Linked DNA regions of Mus musculus: region 2 is linked to region 1. The links are chromatin contacts, called in public HiChIP or PLAC-seq maps. All regions are on one chromosome and are shown on one strand. Each heading gives the region's core, a stretch centred on a gene start, on an enhancer-like site or on the middle of the called end of the contact. The rest is flanking DNA. Distances are from core to core; before and after follow the strand shown.

What was found. HiChIP or PLAC-seq counts read pairs in DNA pulled down with a chosen protein or histone mark.
Region 2: an H3K27ac HiChIP or PLAC-seq map of embryonic fibroblasts shows a contact between it and region 1, with 6 times the contacts expected there. The contact joins two enhancer-like sites. A contact is called at or near these places in 3 of 484 Hi-C or Micro-C datasets (adipose-derived mesenchymal stem cells, embryonic fibroblasts and uterus) and 3 of 115 datasets of contacts at active chromatin or transcription factors (the NIH/3T3 cell line, astrocytes and embryonic fibroblasts).

The regions. Positions count from the first base shown.
Region 1 is chr8:31,210,069-31,214,735 of GRCm38.p6, forward strand. The region is part of intron 3 of Fut10 (fucosyltransferase 10); the gene reads left to right. It also overlaps the pseudogene Gm8051. Among named protein-coding and RNA genes, the nearest start is that of Fut10, 25 kb to the left of the region's middle. Within about 2 kb of position 1,708, at least 38 of the 459 cell types and tissues checked have an H3K27ac peak or open chromatin away from gene starts, as enhancers often do. A contact at or near this core is called in embryonic fibroblasts, where this site is marked.
Region 2 is chr8:31,839,631-31,844,096 of GRCm38.p6, forward strand. The region is part of intron 2 of Nrg1 (neuregulin 1); the gene reads right to left. Among named protein-coding and RNA genes, the nearest start is that of Nrg1, 77 kb to the right of the region's middle. Within about 2 kb of position 3,206, at least 32 of the 459 cell types and tissues checked have an H3K27ac peak or open chromatin away from gene starts, as enhancers often do. A contact at or near this core is called in embryonic fibroblasts, where this site is marked.

The DNA.
Region 1 (4,667 bases), core at 458-2,957:
ATTAGCACTCTGAAGTACCACATACGCACTGGGGACCAGGCCAAATCTTATCTGGACTCCACTTCCAGGTGCACCCAAGACGTCATTCTCATCTTCACTCACCCATAGCAGGAGTCCAGAGATTTAGTTCCCACTGAAAAAGCAAAGACCACTGCTATACAGTGTGTATAGTCTTTCTCATCTATTGGATGGAACACAGGGCCCCCAATGGAGGAGCTAGAGAAAGTACCAAGGAGCTGAAAGGGTCTGCAACCCTATAGGTAGAACAACAATATGAACTAACCAGTACCCTCAGAGCTCATGTCTCTAGCTGCATATGTAACAGAAGATGGCCCAGTCGGCCATCATTGGGAAGATAGGCCCCTTGATCTTGCAACTTTATATGCCCCAGTACAGGGGAACGCCAGGGCCATGAATTGGGAGTGGGTGGGTAGGGGATCAGGGCGGGGGGAGGGTATAGCATTTGGAATGTAATTGAAGAAAATATCTAATAAAAAATTGGGGGGAAAAGAAAAAAGAAAAAGAAAACATGACTGCCATCCAGGGCATGGTGGTGCACGCCTTTAATCCCAGCAGTTGGGAGGCAGAGACAGACGGATCTCTGAGTTCAAGACCAGCCTGCTGTCTAGAGTGAGTTACATGACAGGCAGGGCCAGGTCTACACCGAGGAACCCTTTCTTGAAAACCAACAACAACAGCAAAAACAAAGAGAATGAAAAAGAAAACACAACTTGTAGTTCCTTTTCCCATGGCCATGAGCAGTTGCTCTCTTATATCCAAAGTTGCACAAAAGTATGTCAGAGCTGTCTCTTTCTCCTTAGCACAATCTCTCCTAATTTTCAGCTCTGCATACTGGTTCTTGCCCATTTTCACGGACTCCCCTGAATACCATAACTTCTTCCCTGGTCAGTGCCTCCTCCCAGCACGCTCTAGTGGTCTTGCATGCAGCTGCTTGCCTCTTCTGCTGCTTCGCTCCCCATTTCGCAGCCTCTATCCATGCTGACTTCCTTTCTTCTCGTGTAATTACCATGCTACCTGCTATCTGAAACCACACTGCTGCTTTCTCCTCTGGAATGTTCCTTCTACTCCCTAATTCTCTTTGTTCCACTCATCCACTCATCCTTCAATCTCAGCCTGTATCACTACTACCCTAGGACACCTCCTCTAACCTGCTGACCAGGTCTAGCCTGCCCTTAAAACATCTCACAAGTCCTCTGAGTTCTGATGTAACATTTACCATGTGACTGATCGCTGGGTGCCTTTCCTACTGTGCTGTGAGCTTCACAAAAATGAGGGCTTTTGCCATTTTACTTCCTATTGTATTTCTAGTCCTGAACATACTCCCCCCCCCCCCCCCCCCCGCCCCCATGCCAAACACTGAAAGAGCTGCCCTGGCCAACCTAATCAAGAGTTTTGTGGCAAGAGTAAGCTGTTCCACATGATGACAAGAGGGGGCAGCAGAGAGCTGTCAGAGTAGAAGCCTCTGTGAGGTTAGCAAACCAGGCTTGTCCGGCTCTTTAATTAGGAACAGACTAGGAGAGGGAGAAATGTCAATTTGGAAACCGAGAGGCCAGAGAACGATCTGTTCAGAAGAAAAATGGGGTGAGAGTGAGAAGGTTCTAGCAGGAGTTCAGGAGAGGAGGCTGGTGAGGTTTGTGAGCATGTCTTAGCCCCTGGCTGGGTGTCCTCATTCACGGCGGTCCTTTCCAGGGCTGGAAAGGATCCTGCCCCAGTCATGCTGCAGACAGGCTAGTCCATGAGGATGGGAGCCGCTGTGTTCTGGCCAGCAGCTTCTTTTCCTCTGGGAGCTCACAGTACATAGAGAGTGGCAATTCTGTCCCTCCACGAGATTTGAGACTCACAGGCTGGACCTTGAGACACGAGGAAGAAGGAGAAGGGTAGGAAGTAACATTTCCAAAGTGCCCTGTGTCACAGACACAACAAAGTCTGTCTGGTAAGATTACACTTTAACGCATTTGAAAGGTGGATGTATTCTGCTCTGCGGGTTACAGTCGTAAGTGTCGGCCATTCATCAGGCGGCTAATCTGAATTTTAACCTTAGCCTCGTGGTTTACAAATCTGTCTTTCTGATATGTACTCAGAAGACACGGAGACTCCCCCCACATTTTTTAAAGCTTCTTCTTGTGTAAGGAGAGCATGGTCTCTTTTTACTCCTGTGTTACACGAGGACTAACATTTTTATGAGGGAGGTGGAGAGTTCAGCTTGGCTCACTTGAGGGCTCTGGGTTCCACCCCCAGCACCACACACAGAAAAGCTGCGCTGGAAACGGTTACCCTAATTATGTGTGTGTTGGTTTCTGGGAAGTATTTAGGTTGATATCCACACTCTGTGTGGCTGGCCTGTAAAGGGAACTCTGTCAGGACCTTCCTCTTGATTTTATATGGAAACAAGCAAACATTTTGGGAGGGTTTCTTGGTCAGAGTGGCTCCCCGTGTAGAGAAAGGAGTTATCAGCTCACAGCTCAGGAACCAGCTTTAGAATTATTCCGAGTTTCTGTGAGGTCCTCTGGAGAGAGTCCCCTCAGGAGAGCTTGCTCTTACGCCCACCCTCCATACCCCCAGTACCTCTATTGCCTTCACTGTCTCCATGGTCTCCACTGCAGGCACTGTGCCTGCTACACCCACTGCGCACACTGCACCCACTGCTTCCTGTGTGCCCACTGCCTCCACTGCATGCACTGTGCCCACTGCTCTCACTGCATCTACTGAGCCCACTGCACCTGCTATGCCCACTGTTCCCACTGCCCCCACTGTGCCCACTGCACCCATTGCCTCTACTGCACCCACTGCCTCCGCTGCACGCACTGTGCCCACTGACCCCACTATACCCACTCTATCCCCTTGCACCCTCTGCACTCACTGCTCCCACTACTTCATCCACTGCATTAACGGTGCCCTCTGCCTCCACTGCTCCTACTGTCCCCGCTGCCCCACTGAACCCACTGCACCTACTGCACTCACTGTAGCCCTACACTCCCTGCAGCCACTGCACACACTGCCTCCATTGAGCCCACTGACCCTACTACACCCACTGTACCCCTTTGTACCCTCTGCGCTCACTGCACACTGCACCCACTGTGCCCACTGGGCCCATTGTTCTCACTGTCTGTCTCTCCTGCCCCTCAGTACCCAATGCCCTCACTGTGTCCCCTGCACTCACTGCACATATTACACTGTAGGCTTTGGCTTGCTATGCCTGAGCACCCTAGCCCAGGTCCCTGACTTCACTGTCCACAGAGCCCGTGTGGCTAGGAGGTCTGTGGCCTGGGATGGAAGAGCATCATCTCAAAAGATAGAAAGCCAGCAGAGTTGAGGGCAGTGCCCAGCACTGTCTCTGTTACCTTAGCAGCTGAGAACTGAGCACGGGCAAGTGCTTTTGGCAAGGGAGAGATATGTGACTCTATCAAGTACTAAATCATGCTGAAGAATTTCACAGACGCTAGTGGTAAATCTGTCGTTAACACCGTCTTTGTCCTTCTTTGCACTAGTGTGGCCTGTTACTATCCATTTTCACCCGCAGGAATGACTTGTCTGTGACCCCTTCCCATTATCACCTGCGGGATAGTATCTGTGTTGCCTTGTTTTTATTAGGTAGATTTGATCAAGCAGTTACTAACGGTGACAGCAAGCTGCTCTTCAGATGCCTGCAGATGTCAGTATAGCCGTGGAAGTGGCTGCTGCCACCGGCACCTTCCGTTCTCTGTGCACATGCCCTGAGTCATGTTAAGTTTCTCTCCTACTCTGCTTTTAGTTTGGAAAACACCTGTCGATTCACAAGGAGCTGAGAACGGCAAAAGGGCTCTGCTCTCCAACCGAAGGAGTATTTGCTGGGGACTTAGAACACATTTCTCTCCCAGTTAGCTAATTTTCAGGATGCTTTAGTGAAACCTTTTGGAAGAGACCACAGTGAAGATATACTGTCAAAGAAATTATTCTAGTCAAATTCTGGGACCTAGAATTAGGAAACGGAGCACATGGAGATGATGGAGGATCTGGTAAGTGAGCTTCATACACAAATTTCAGGGTGTTTTCCCAGGAGGTGACACTAGAGGGCAGTATGCACGGGTTAACGCTGGTCAGGGAGCAAGGATTTCTATTCTTCCAGTTATGTTTGAAAGTGTTCTTGCATCACTCTTTAAAGCTTCATTTTATCACACAAAGGAATAAAAAGTGTTAGTGTCTATGCTACCAGAAGTATTTTAGGATGAGAATTTTGATAATTCTATCTAGTTAATATTTAGATCTAATGTTCAAAGTCAAACTTTATCTTTTTTTAAACCTTTACATAAACAATTTATTTACTCTAAAGGGCAACACAGACAGAATGCCATATAAACACAAAGGAAGTCGTGCAGGGTGGAGATGCTGGCCAACTTTAGATCTGAGGCTCATAAGCAACAGCCCAGGTTTCTGAAAAGGGCGAGGGTAGGGAAGGAGAGGCAGTGTGGTTCTGTCACACAGCCAGATAGAAGCCAGAGCTCTGAACAGTGGGAAGCATGCCTGCGTCCCAGCACAACTGGAAGAAACTAGCTGCTAGGGGCTTACCAAGCACAAAAGTTTATCCCTTTACAGCACTTGAAATACTGACATCACTATTAAAATAAAAACAAGTTTTACTTAATAATCAAAACCACAAAAGACTGGAT
Region 2 (4,466 bases), core at 1,956-4,455, 630 kb after region 1:
TCCTAGCGGTTCCAGAACTCTTATCATGAGAATATTTGTACTGTATAGTTGTGATCGTTAAAAATAACATCAACAGGGCTGGAGAGATGGGTCAGCTATTAAGAGTGCACAGTGCTCTTGCACAGGACCCAATTTCAGTTCCTGGCAGCCACATCAGGAGGCTTAAGTGGCTGCAGTCCCAGCTCCAGAGAATCGGATGCCCTCTTCCAACCTCTACAGGCAACTGCAGTCATGGGCACATTTACCCTATCATACTTATACATAGTTATAAAAATAAATCTTTAAAAAAAGAACATATATACATTATATATACATTGATATATATAAAATAAATGTACCAAGATGGTTCAACTGATGTTTCTAAAGTCCTTGGACACTATGATTACTTTTGCTGATAATCCTTGGTTGGAGGAATTAGAGAAAGATCTACCTAGAACAATATACAAGAACTGACCTATAATAAGGTAAGGGTATTTCTATAAAGTCGTCATCCTACATGCTTCAATAAGAATGCCTAGATAGATATTTGAAAACAACAACAAAACTTCATGTAGCTTAGCTTACCAAATCCCTTCTGAAGAGAACATACTTTTATTTGTTCGTGAAATCGGGACCATAATCCCACAAGACATTTCTATGCTTCATTCCAGAATTACATATCCATTCACAGTGATCATCTCATTCTGTTTGCTTTGATAAAAATTAAAATTTCATATTGAGCACATCATAATTTATTTGTTTTCTATAATTAATATGGCACTATATGAATTCTCTTGTGTGTGTGTGAGAGAGAGACAGAGATAGAGAGAAGAAGAAACAGAGAGACAGAGAGACAGGCAGATCAGGGGATAGAGGGGAGAGCTGAGGTAAGACTTGCTCATATTGTTTATATTTAAAGGTTATGGCATGAATAAATAGCTAAGGAGTCAAGAGTTACTTGAGAGAAGGAAGGTATTTATTAGGAAATTATGATTTCGGCATTTTAAATGCCAGAGCTGTGATTAAAGGGCATATGCCAACTATAAAAATGGGGTTAAAAACACTCTCCTATCCATCATCTAATCACTATGAACCTCGTGAGTATCATCAGAGATTATCACTGTGGGATGTTGTGTTATCTGCTATGTAATCATACAAAATATTTGGATCCAATAACACTATAACATAATGATCTTTGTTCTAGTTACAGCTACTGTTAATGGGATGAAAATTCAGCTTTTCTTTCTTTGTACATCCCTCTCCCATTGGCTGCCTCCACCTCCTTCCTCTGCAAGGGACTCCTTCCCTGGTTCTTTCCTTGTGCCTTGTCCCATGCCTGGTCCAGACCTCTTTAACTGTGCTGTGTGTGGTGGGTGTGAATTGTAGTCATATAGTACCATTCTGTATCTCTCCTGCCTAACCCAGAGCCTGGATGATGTCTAATTCTATGTGCAATGTCTGATACTGAACTGAGTACCTAAAACTCCCACAAGTAAACGGACTTGTCAAAACAAGTTAATCTTAACATCTACTTTTTACCTTTAGAGTTTAAAATAAAATTCCCTGTGTGGATTTCAAAAAATAAATAAATAAATAAAAATCTAATAACAAGTACCAGTACCTGGGGATTTCCTCCGCCAAGTAGAAACCTTTAGCACTGTTTGTCATGGAAAAGAGAAAGGACTATGATCATTTATGAGAAAGCCGATGACCTAACAGCTAAATTTTGTTATTTAAACACCAGATTACCTAGGATCCAATAAAACAGAACTGTGTTCTAATCAAGACTTTTGTCTTACAGTAGTAACAAAAATACTAAAATTTCTCAAAGGTACACTAGCCTTAAAAATGACACTTATTATAACACTATGCGTTCTTAATTTTACATAGTGCCTTAGGAGATCATTTCATTTTTAAGTCTATGTTAAGATAAATTCTAAGGAATGCCCAGAGTTGCTTTAGCTTAGAGTCCAGTTATGATTAATGTAGCCTTGTCCTTCCATGTGAGGTCCAGAGCTTTACTGTGGTTATAAGGTGCATGAATGTTAGCAGTTAGTAATCCCTAACAATTTTCTATAATCTTTCCAACCAGGAGAAATAGCAATTATAAATCACTCATTAAATTAATAAACATAGTTGAATCCTTATGAAAAGCAGTTGAATAGTGATAATACTCCACAAATGATCCAGCACATTTACTAAGGATTCATTCATAGATGCATGTGTTTTGAGAATCAGTTTATGAACACTCTAGACATACTCAAAGATATTTACAAATTCCCAAGAAAGATCTGGTTCTATAGGGTTCTGGCCAATTTTATAAACTATTTATCAGTTACAGTCAACTTGTAAGCCATCTTTAGACATCTTCCTTCCTTTGTTTCCTGGTTTCATCTTTGTCCCTGGAGAACAGTGGAGGGAAGAAACCTGATGGCCAGTATTCTACTCATTAGTCATCACTCCGCAATGAAACATTTGGCCAGTTTTTAAAATACCCTGTCAGGAAGAATAACATGTCTTCTTCTTTAGTACTAACTGTGGCATCTCCTTTTACACTGTAAAACATGTGAACTTATCTATCTACTTGGTGTTGATATTTACAAACATAAAGTTATGAAAATGTCAACAAACCCATTCTGGGAAATAGTGACTTGTTCTGCTTGCTGTCAAAGCCTCCTGCTGTTTCTCTGGATTGCCCATGGATGCCGCACTCAGACTTCTGGGTTGCTTTGCTGTAGTATCACATTGCAAACACAGACATTGTTCACCCTGTAGCTGGCTTGGTATTCCAGCCAGAGCTCGCCTACTCACTGGCTGAGTATCTGCATTGTAGATTATTTTTCTTTTCCCAAATGTATTGTTACTATTAGTCTGCATTTTTCGAAGATGAATCTTATTCTGTTATCAGCCTTTAAGTGAAAATACTTGAGGCTTATATGTGTTTTTCTAATTTGTGTTTTAGTGTCCTTTACAGTGTCATCTGCAAAAGCCATTTGTTTCCTCAAGAGGATGCCCTTCTTAACATCATTAAAGAAAAATACTAAATAGAAAACATTCCAATAATGTTTCTTTCAGATTTAGCCTATACCTCCCATTACTGCTCAGCTGGCATATGCCTCCCCCTTCTTTTATTATGACCCTGGGACTAACTTCTAGTCCATGAGATAACAGAATACATATAGCGGCCTCATAGGTCTCATGAGTCAATACTGAGGTAAAGTACAAATCACACACTGGCTCTCACACGTGCTTCCTCACTAACAGTGAGTGTGGCATGTTTAGGAACACATCTCTCCTTGCCAGAGCCTTAGGCCTTACCAAACACTAAGCTTGTACTGTTTCCAGTGAAATGCTTACTCCGAGACTATAACACTCACCAGCGTTTATACAACTCGAGGCATCCTTAAGTCAAGGCAAAGGACCTCGCCATGTTACAGTGACACATGACATACTGGCTGCTCATCTGTGGTCTGTCAGTCTTCCCTTCGAAGGCTCTGAGGCACTATCTCATTCTTTCTGTGCTAACAGACCTGTTTGATGATGAGACATCTAAATGGGTTTCTTCTAAATTATTAAGTCGAAATATTTTGAAACTGCATTTTTATTTAACATAGACAGTCTGAAGGTGGTAGCTTCATACTTTCTGTCCCTCTACAAAACCTTCGTCTTTTATTCCTTAAGGACCTAGACATAATCTTAGGTCCTAATGTCTTCATAGTACTTGGTGCATCAATAATTGATTATTAAATCGATGGCTTGAAACATGGGTATTATGTTCACTGGCCCTTGTCTCCTGAAGGAAGAGGTCAGTGTGGTTTTGTTCATCCCTGGATGCTCAGCATGAACTCAGGCCTGCCTCGTGGGAACCTAATCAACACACATTGTTGCTAGCTGATGCAAGAGACGTGTATGTAGAGAGAGTTTAGCCAATGTTCTAATTCTAGACAGAACTGCACTTACATTGGTCCCTACAGGACTTTTTTTCAGACTATACTAGGAAGTCAAAATCTAAATACATTCACAAATACTAAGAGTGCTAGGATTCTCTGCACAGAAGAAAAAACTGAAGACGTGGGCGTCTGAAGAACTCAGTGTCTATATTCTTAAGAGTCCCATCAATTTCTCTCACAACTTCTGTTTCTGATAAATATGATGGCACCCAAGAACAGAGAAGTTCCCTATAAGAGAACACTCTCCTGCAAGTGGAATCAGCATGGCATTTACAATGTTCTAAAACTCCAATGGATTCTCATCATGCCTGTTTATGTCAAGTCATCTACTGATAAATAGTGTAGATATCACCACTGCTACCATCCTGACAGTATTTTGTGAAACTTTAGCCTTAAGCTAGTATGGCTGACTCTTTCTTTGTATCTTACTTAGCCCCTGGGTTTCCCTATCATGTGTAGCTAAGCATATTCTTGTGTTCATGGTTTTATCTTCCTGGTTCTCAAAGTTACTCTGGCTCCTTCTTAGCTTTCACACTA